Regions from separate parts of the Macaca mulatta genome. Here region 2 is linked to region 1. Evidence: chromatin contacts called from public Hi-C data. All regions are on one chromosome and are shown on one strand. Each heading gives the region's core, a stretch centred on a gene start, on an enhancer-like site or on the middle of the called end of the contact. The rest is flanking DNA. Distances are from core to core; before and after follow the strand shown.

What was found. Hi-C and Micro-C count contacts between places; a contact is called where the count stands out from the background.
Region 2: a Hi-C map of blood shows a contact between it and region 1, with 6 times the contacts expected there. The contact joins the promoter of H3-3A here to the promoter of SDE2 in region 1. A contact is called at or near these places in 7 of 14 Hi-C or Micro-C datasets (CD4 T cells, blood, cortical neurons and 4 more).

The regions. Positions count from the first base shown.
Region 1 is chr1:83,725,363-83,729,648 of T2T-MMU8v2.0, reverse strand. SDE2 (SDE2 telomere maintenance homolog) reads left to right here and starts at 2,619. Exons shown (of 7, transcript XM_015115188.3): 1 at 2,619-2,813. The coding sequence starts at 2,694.
Region 2 is chr1:83,788,135-83,792,448 of T2T-MMU8v2.0, reverse strand. H3-3A (H3.3 histone A) reads right to left here and starts at 1,408. Exons shown (of 4, transcript XM_015115178.3): 1 at 1,318-1,408.

The sequences.
Region 1 (4,286 bases), core at 1,370-3,869:
TACATGCTTCAATTTCCCCATTCTTTAAAGGAATTTAATAGCAATCCAAGTTAAATTCTGCATCCTTAGAACAGATTGTGCCACATTAGTGCAAAATATACTTCATCATATGTACATTGAGGATAATTAACTTACTACCTTAGTAATCCATCAAGTATCCAACTAATATTTACTTAATGTCTACTCTGTACATGTCATGGTACTACAGGCCCATTTTGAAGTTTTAAGAACAAATTATATATTGCTTGGAAATTTGTGTCTTTAAAAGGCTAATATCAATAGTTATTTCATATTTTAAATGACAAATACCTATTCAATACTTGGGACTCTTTAACATACATTTAAATGCAACAGAGGGATAAAAAGTGAAAAATTCCATTCAGACATCAGGTTTTATGAGGACTATATATAATGTTAGTAATAAATGATGTGGAGTTTCCTTACTGGAAAGTACTACTTATGCCAGGCGCAGCAGGCCACGCCTGTAATCCCAGCACTTTGGGAGGGTGAGGCGGGAGGATCTCTTGAGCCCAAGAGTTCGAGACCAGCCTGGGCAACTTAGTGAAAAACCCATCTCTACAAAAAATTTAAAAATTAGTCAGGTGTGGTGTCATGCACCTATAGTTCCAACTACTCTGGAGGCTGTGGCGGATCACTTGAGCCCAGGAGTTCAAGGCTGTGTGTGCTATGATTGCGCCACTATACTCCAGCCCAGGTGGCAGAGCAAGGGTCTCAAAAGAGAAAGAAAGAGAAAAAAGACTAATCATAATCATTCCTTACAAGATACAAAGCATTATCCTGATACAGAAATGTTATGGAAACCCAAACTGATCTTTACACAGTTACTTGTAGGATCTCAGACCTTTGAAATAGTCATTTAAAAAATTATTTATTTATTTGAAATAGTCATTTTTGATCCCCAGAAGGAAGAAATCACAAATAAAAAAAAAAAAGAAGCAGCTTAAGGCTCAGATCTGTAGATTGCTTTTTCAGGAACCCGGAGGACAGACAGCTGGGGAGGAAACTGCAGAGGAACTTGAGGTTTCTGGAGTGTGGATGGCTTACAAGTACCTGGCAACACCTTCACGCCCCAGGGTTGCCATGGCACCACCTTTCCAAAATACTGCTTCCTAGGTACAATATATATATTTTTTGTGTGTGTGAAACAAGTCTTGCTCTGTCGCCCAGGCTGGAGTGCAGTGGCGCGATCTCAGCTCACTGCAACCTCTGCCTCCCGGGTTCAAGCGATTCCCCTGCCTCAGCCTCCTGAACAGCTGGGATTACAGGCACGCGCCACCACACCCGGTTAATTATTGTATTTTTAGTAGAGATGGGGTGTCAACATATTGGTCAGGCTGGTCTCGAACTCCTGACCAAGAGATCTGCCCGCCTCAGGCTCCCAAAGTGCTGGATTACAGGCATGAGCCACCACGCCTGGCCGGTACAATCTATCTTTATTTTTATTTTTTTTGTAATTTTTCTTTATCTACTGGCATCCCCATGGAGGCCCTTTCTCTCCCCAACTTTCCCTCGTGTGTGAAATAAAGACCACTGAATCTATTAACTTCCCAGGCCTTGAAATTCCATTTTCGCACATACTGCCACCTCTAAACGATTTCTGAATTTTTTCTTGTTACCCACTCAGCTAGGAGTTTCATTTGCCAAGCATTTTAACAGCAGAGAAGGCAATTCTGTGGGCCGATGCATTTGCGTTTAGGAGGCACAGATATCTCCTAATAACCTTCCTATCTTCACACTGGTGGCTTTTGAATTGTTCAGGGTTTTAGAAATACCATAATCTCAGCCTATTAAATATTAAGGGACTCCTTCAGATTCCCTGAGCCTTAAAGTTACGTTATGCAAATCTGTCCGAGTGTGTTTCCATGGTGCAGAATAAAAGTTATGGTAGGGTTTTTTGAAGCAGCATGACTATAAACGTCACTCCTGTCACTGCCTTTCACAAGAGCCCACTTGCTGTGAAATATTTTGAAAACAGAGCTTAAGTGGAGATAACGCAGAGCACAAACAGGCGGAAATAAGAATAAACCGTGCGTGGCAGGCAGAAACCCGGAGGTTGGCTGTTTCTGGAGGGGAAGAGAACGCTCTGTAAACCTGGAGGAGAAACCACGCGGGCCACTGTTTGGGGGCCTCCTGGGGGTCGTTTCCCTGGTCCCCTCGGGTTGGGGGGCTCCTCCAGGCCAAGGAAGCGGCCCCCTAAAACCGCTTCCGGGACTGCAGCTTCTCTCCCCACACTCCCAAGGAGCAGAGCTTTCTTGGGCCACAATTCTCCGCGACCCAAAAATAACTACACAGATGTGAGGAAAAGGGCCAAAGCCTACGGCACAGGGCGGTGCTTAGTTACAGCCTTATCGCTTATGGCCAGGAAGCTCGAAATCTAACCCAGCACGAACCTTTTATAGCCGGTCCCTCGAGCCCCGCCCTAGCAACTTCTCCTGGCAACACCTCGCCCAGTGCTCTGCTGCCTTATCGGCCTCCGCCAGGCCTTTCCTGTTCCCCTCCCCCAGCCCGCGCCGCCCGGCCGCCCGGCTCACTTGACCAGCCCCAGGGGAGGGGAGGAGCGAATGGAAGCGTGAGGGGCGGGGCGCTGGGAGACGCTCGCGTCATCAAGATGCGCCGGGCGAGTTGCGGCGCCTGGTGTCTCAGGGAGGCTAGAGGTTCGGGGAGTTGGTGATATGGCGGAAGGCGCTGGGCTGGTGTGGATTCGCGGCCCCGGCTTCGGGTGCAAGGCGGTGCGGTGTGCCTCGGCTCGGTGCACCGTCCGTGATTTTATCCACCGGCACTGCCAAGATCAGGTGAGGATTTCGGTTCCTGTTAGGAAGGAGAAAGAGGCAGACAGGTGGCAGCGCTGGGTGCGAAGTAGGTCTGTCCGGAGGAGGAGGGGCGGGTACCTCTATTCTCTGGGGTTTTCCCTTGTTGAGGCTGAGAGTTCCTCAGTGTTAAGGTGCTTCGAACTGTTACTGAGAGCTTCCTTTTCTTTTGTGATGGTGGTTTGCCTCCCCACCAAGAGGGAGAAAAAAGCTGTTAGAGGCACTTAGTCCGGCTCACAGTTACAAATACTTTGTTTCTCTTTCTTTATCCGTAAATATAACGGTCTTCTGGCAGTTGGGCAGGCTGATGTTTAAGGCTACAGTCTTCACCTTCTTACTGTGGTTATGTGACGTGTATTTTTTTCAGTTATCACACAGCCTTGTTAAGCCCCAGCCTGGAGAAGTATGTCATATCCGAACCCAGGCCAAAGGATGATTGGGGAGGAAAATTGATTCTTCTGGTCACTCGTTGTGACCAAGCATTCACACGTGTGTCCTGTTGAGAGCCTGGGTTCTTAGGGCCTGTTATGTAGAAGTGTTCACTAATCATTTGATGGTCTTATTTGTCCATGCACATTTGCGGAAACCTACCAGGGACTTCCCAAGTTACACGTGAGCTTTTACTTAACTCTCAATTAAGTAAGCTTTTACCAGCAATAAGATATTAAACCTATTCAGTTGTCAAAAGAATTTAGTGGTTTCCCTGAATCTAATTTTAATGTTGGCACTTGATCTAGAACTCTGTTCTTCTTTCCGCACCTCATCCGTGCTTTCCTCGGCTATTTCCTCTGCTTACTATTTATAAGCTTAACAAATGTTAACGCTGCAGTCTAAACCAGATTTTTAAGAGACTTGGATCGATTCCGTGAAGAAGCTATGTGTTTGCAAATAATACGGTATTTCACTTTCCATGTTTTCCTTCCTGCTCTGTAATCCAGTCTAAAAACTGTAAGCACAACTGTTTTTGACCATGAAAATAATTGCATTCTAATTCTTTTGAAAATAATTCTTTTCTCATGAGTACAGTTTTCTTTTCTCCTCTCTCTGCCCCCCGCCCACTGGCGGATTTTCACTCCTGTTGCCCAAGCTGGAGTGCAATGGCGCCATCTCGGCCACTGCAACCTCCGCCTCCTGAGTTCAAGCGATTCTCCTGCCTTGGCCTCCCAAGTAGCTGGGATTACAGGCGCCCGCCACCATGCCTGGCTAATTTTTGTATTTTTAGTAGGAACGGAGTTTCACCACGTTGGCCAGGTCTTGAACTCCTGACCTCGGGTGATCCTCCCACCTTAGCCTCCCAAAGTGCTGGGAGTACAGGCTTGAGCCACTCTTTCGGGCCTATGAGTACAGTTTTCAAACTTGCTGACAATTGATCCAAAGTGAAACCAGAAAAAATAGGATCTTAATCATGAGGTATGTTGGAAATAATTATTTTTAAATCGGAAGCAAGAAATCATAGGC
Region 2 (4,314 bases), core at 159-2,658, 64 kb before region 1:
TTAGCAATTAATGTCAATCACCTCTCAAAATGCCAATTCTGAGCGACAAACGGCAAAACAAAAAGACCTCGAACAGCCTTTGATCCAATTTATTTAATTAAAGTAGAAATTAGAAATGTCTGTAAACATTCCATCCACAAACAAGTCAAAAGAACGAAGCCACAAACCACTGGAAGGTCTAGCCAAATTACAGCAAAAAAAGGTCTTCCTCCCCCCCGACTTTGGCTGCCCCCCCTTCGTCTGGCTGTTGATGGATTGCTGTAAATATCTGAAAATATTCTTGGTTTTGCATCGTTACAGTTATGTTGACAAAAAGGCGTCTCGAAAAAACAAGAGAGGAACAACAGCTACCACCAGCGAGCATTCTACAAAGCCCCGTCCTCGCGTCCAGTCTTCACAGGCTTCGCAGTGAAATGAAGTGCCCCGCACCCAGGCTTTAATTAACGCACGACATCCGCCGACCGGTCCACCCCAAGCACCACATAAACTTTTGGTTTTGCCTCCTCCGGGTCCCTCTGCACAGGGTCCCCTAACCTGCCCACCTCGCTCCCAGCGCCTCAAGCAGGAACCAACTCGCCTCCCAGACCAGAACAAAATGGAAACAATCGCAAAACGTATCGGATTCCGTTCCAAAGAGACAAAACACCAAATCGCTCGAAAATACCCCATCCCCTGCCACGTGCCGCCCTCCAAAATGCAAAAGTTTTTTTGCATTTCAAATGCATCAAGTTTCCGCTTCTCCAAAAAAGGGAAAAAAATGTCCCTCTTTTAAAAATTCTTGCTTTTTTGAAATGGGGAAGAGAGAAACGGGGGAAAAAATATGGTCGGTGACCAGAGAAGAGAGACAAGATGGTGAAGCTTAGCAACAACTGTGGGGAGGCAGCAAAAAGCGAGTTACCCCAGGGTGCGAAGCGGCGGCGATTTCCACCCCTTTCCCGCTCGAAAACTGGGGGCTGGGGCCCGGGGGCGGTAGTTAAGAGGCCCGCGCGGGTCGTGGTGAAGGTTTGGGGTCCTGGGAAGGGGCGGCGGGCGGGATTTCACCGAAGAAAGAGGAGCCAGGGGCGCGGGGAGGAGGAGGGAGAGCAGGCTCGGCGCCGCGGCGGTTGCTGCTGTTGGGCTGAGGCGGCGAGAGACTGGGGAGCCGCCGCCGTCAGAGGGAAAAGGGAAACTCGCTCCTTACCTCCATTTCTGGGCCAAAAAGTTTGTGGGCTAAGCCGGAGGGGCTACGGGTCCCCTCCCGGCACGGCCAGGGCCCGGTTCGCGGCTGACGACAAGCGGGGCTCGGTTCCGGGGAAGCGGGCAAACGGGGAAACTTACCCCCCTTCTCCTTCGGCTGTAGCTCGGCGAGCGAGAGGCGGCGCTGGCGTTAGAGAGCGACGGCGGCGCGGCGGCGGCTGCGAACACAATTGAAAGATGGCTGACACCGAGGCTATCCCCCAACACACGCCGCCCCGCCCCCGCGCCGCGCGCCAGCCAATCACACACAATGGAGGGAAGGCTCGGCCCCGCCCCCACAGCAACTCTCGCGCCCCGCCCCCTCCCCTCCCCCCGCGCGCCCGTTCGCTGGCGCGCGCTCGCCCCTCCCCCGCGCGCCGCCCGCTCCCTCCTCCAGGCCGCCTCGCGCGGTGTGTGTACAAACACAAAAGACACGCTGAGGGGCCGCCGGCTCCCGCCGAGACTGCCGCCCGCCCCCGGCCAGCCCCCGCCCCCGGCCCTGCACTCCCATCCCGCTCCGTGTGCGCACGGCGTCGAACCCCCGAGGCCCGGGTTTGGGGCGCCCGGAGGGAAGTAGGGGGAGGGGAAGGCGGGCGGAGGCGCGGCGGGTGAACGCCCGGCCTGCGGGCGTCTCGGGTCGCGGCGGGGAGGGGAAGGAGGGGCCGCCCCCGCGCAGGCCCTGGCGCGCGCCTCCGAGGAGACCCAGGCGGCAGTGGGGGAGGAGGACGCGGTCGGCCGGGTCGCCGCGCCCCATTGGAAAACGCTCCCCAGCAGGAAGCTGGCAAATAGGAATCCAGCGTCCCGTGCCCGCTGTCGGACGGGGTCGCTGCGGCAGCGGGAGGGGTGGACCGACGGCCTCCTTCCCGCCTGCGCGCCGGGCCAAGTGCGGCCGGGTCCTGCGGGGCCGGCCCGAGTCCGCCGCAGACAACTTGATCCGCTCAGACTCCTGGGCCGGCCGCTTGCGTGCAGGGCAGCTTCTCGCCGGTGTCGGCCTCCAGGATCAGGGGACGGGGCTCGCTCTCCTCCTGGGCCCGGGCCCCCGACGCAAGATGGCTGTGTCGCGTCGGCCTCTAAACAATGTGTGGAGCGAGCAGCTCCTGCACCAGGGCCCGGTGGCTTGTCCTGCCCGCCTGTGGGGCCGTGTGATCTGTTTTCGGTAGGATTGCTTTGGAAAGGAATTGCCGAATATAGATCGTCAAATGTCCGCAGCTTCTGCATAGTTTAGAAGAGGCTGAAAACAGCAGAAAGAAACCAAACATGGTTTGGGAATTAGTACATCTACCTGTTTTCCAATTCTCAGTAGCGTAGGAAACGGACTTTTCATGGCCCAAGTTATCCTCATGACTTGTCAGTTGATTGGCTTTGGAACCTCTGAACCGTCCCTAGATGGTATTGACGCTTCACAACTGTGTGTGAAGGTTTTCGGTAGAAGGGTCATGCAAATATCCCCTAGGGTAGTGAAGGAGGAAAATTTCATAAATGAAGGGCAGTAACGATTTGTAATCTGAAGATTTCACAAAGCATCTTAGTCATAAACATTATCCCAAAACAGATACGTGGAAATCAGATATGAGGAAAGAAATGGATTTGTCCAAAGTCACTTAAGTGAGGAAGAGACCTAGGAGAAACAAACAAACAAAAATCCAGGCCTCCCGTTTCATTATTACTTCATGAATGTTGTGTCCCTGGTTGCTGTGCAGAACACATGCAATCTCTAGTCCTATCCTAAAAGCACATATGCAATCAGCTTGGGCCGAGCTGCCAGCAAAGAATTTCCTATAATTCAAGCCAAGATGAGTTATTTTGCTTGTTTTTTGTTTTGTTTTCGGGAAACCAAAATATTTATTGTTGGATTTATCCAGGAAGGCTGTTCTGCATTAGTTAAATCCATCATATCTTCAATAAATGTTAAATAACATGGGTAATGTTCTCTTTGTATGCTGGATTTTTCAATAGCTCCTACTTCTTGGCTTTAAAAAATATTTCTAACCAAGGGTCAGACCATTTTAGTAGAGTAGTTATGATCTTAGATTATTTGAACTAACTCAGCTGTCCATTTGTGAAATGGGCATAATAATATTTATCTCAATGAAGTTAGGCCACAAATTCTTTCTAGTAGGTTCAAGTACTTAAGCACCTGGAAAGGTGACTGGTTACCCTCCTAGTGGCTTCAGGAAGTTTTCTCACTGAATGAATATTTGAGTGCCAACTCTGTGCTCAGCACAATTCAGGGGTGCTGGGAATGCAGCAGTGGATAACACAAGCGCTGTTCCTGCCCTCATGGGGCTTATGATCTCTGGAAGCACTGCTTTGCACAGGGAAGTAGCACCAGGAGAGGCGAAAGAAAGAGGGACTTTGGAGCCCCAAGATTGGCAAAAACTATAGCTAAGGAGAGAGGTGAACTGTAGAGTCTAGATAATGGGAGAGGAGAGCTGCCAGAGCAAGAAGGGATTCCCACTGGGCCCTAGGGGTCAGTCCTGAATTGGTTTTACTAGAACTCAGGCCCAGCACAGTGGCTCACGTCTGTAATCCCAGCACTTTGGGAGGCTGAGGTGGGTGGATCACTTGAGATCAGGAGTTTGAGACCAACCTGGCTAACATGGAGAAACCCTGTCTCTATTAAAAATAAAAAATAGCTGTCATAGTGGCACACTCCTGTAATCCTAGCTACTCAGGAGACTGAAGTGGGAGGATTGCTTGAACTCGGGAGGTGGAGGTTGCAGTGAGCTGAGATGTTGCCACTGCACTTCAGCCTGGGTGACAGAGTGAGACTCCATCTCAAAAAAAAAAAAACAAAAAGCAATAGAATTCTTGGGCTAATAATGACCTCAACATTCGCAGTTAAGAAATGGGGGGGATGGGAGCAAAAGCTTTTAAGTTAAAATATTTTCCCTAGAATAGAGTACTTATGGCCACGAATTTAGATTTGTTTATAAGTAGAAAAGTAGAATGGAAAGGACTTTTTTTTTTTTTTTTTTTGAGGTCAGGAATTGGAGACCACCTTGGCCAATATGGCGAAACCCCATCTCTGCTAAAAATACTAAAATTAGCCAGGCGTGGTGGCTCACATCTGTAGTCCCAGCTACTTGGGAGACTGAG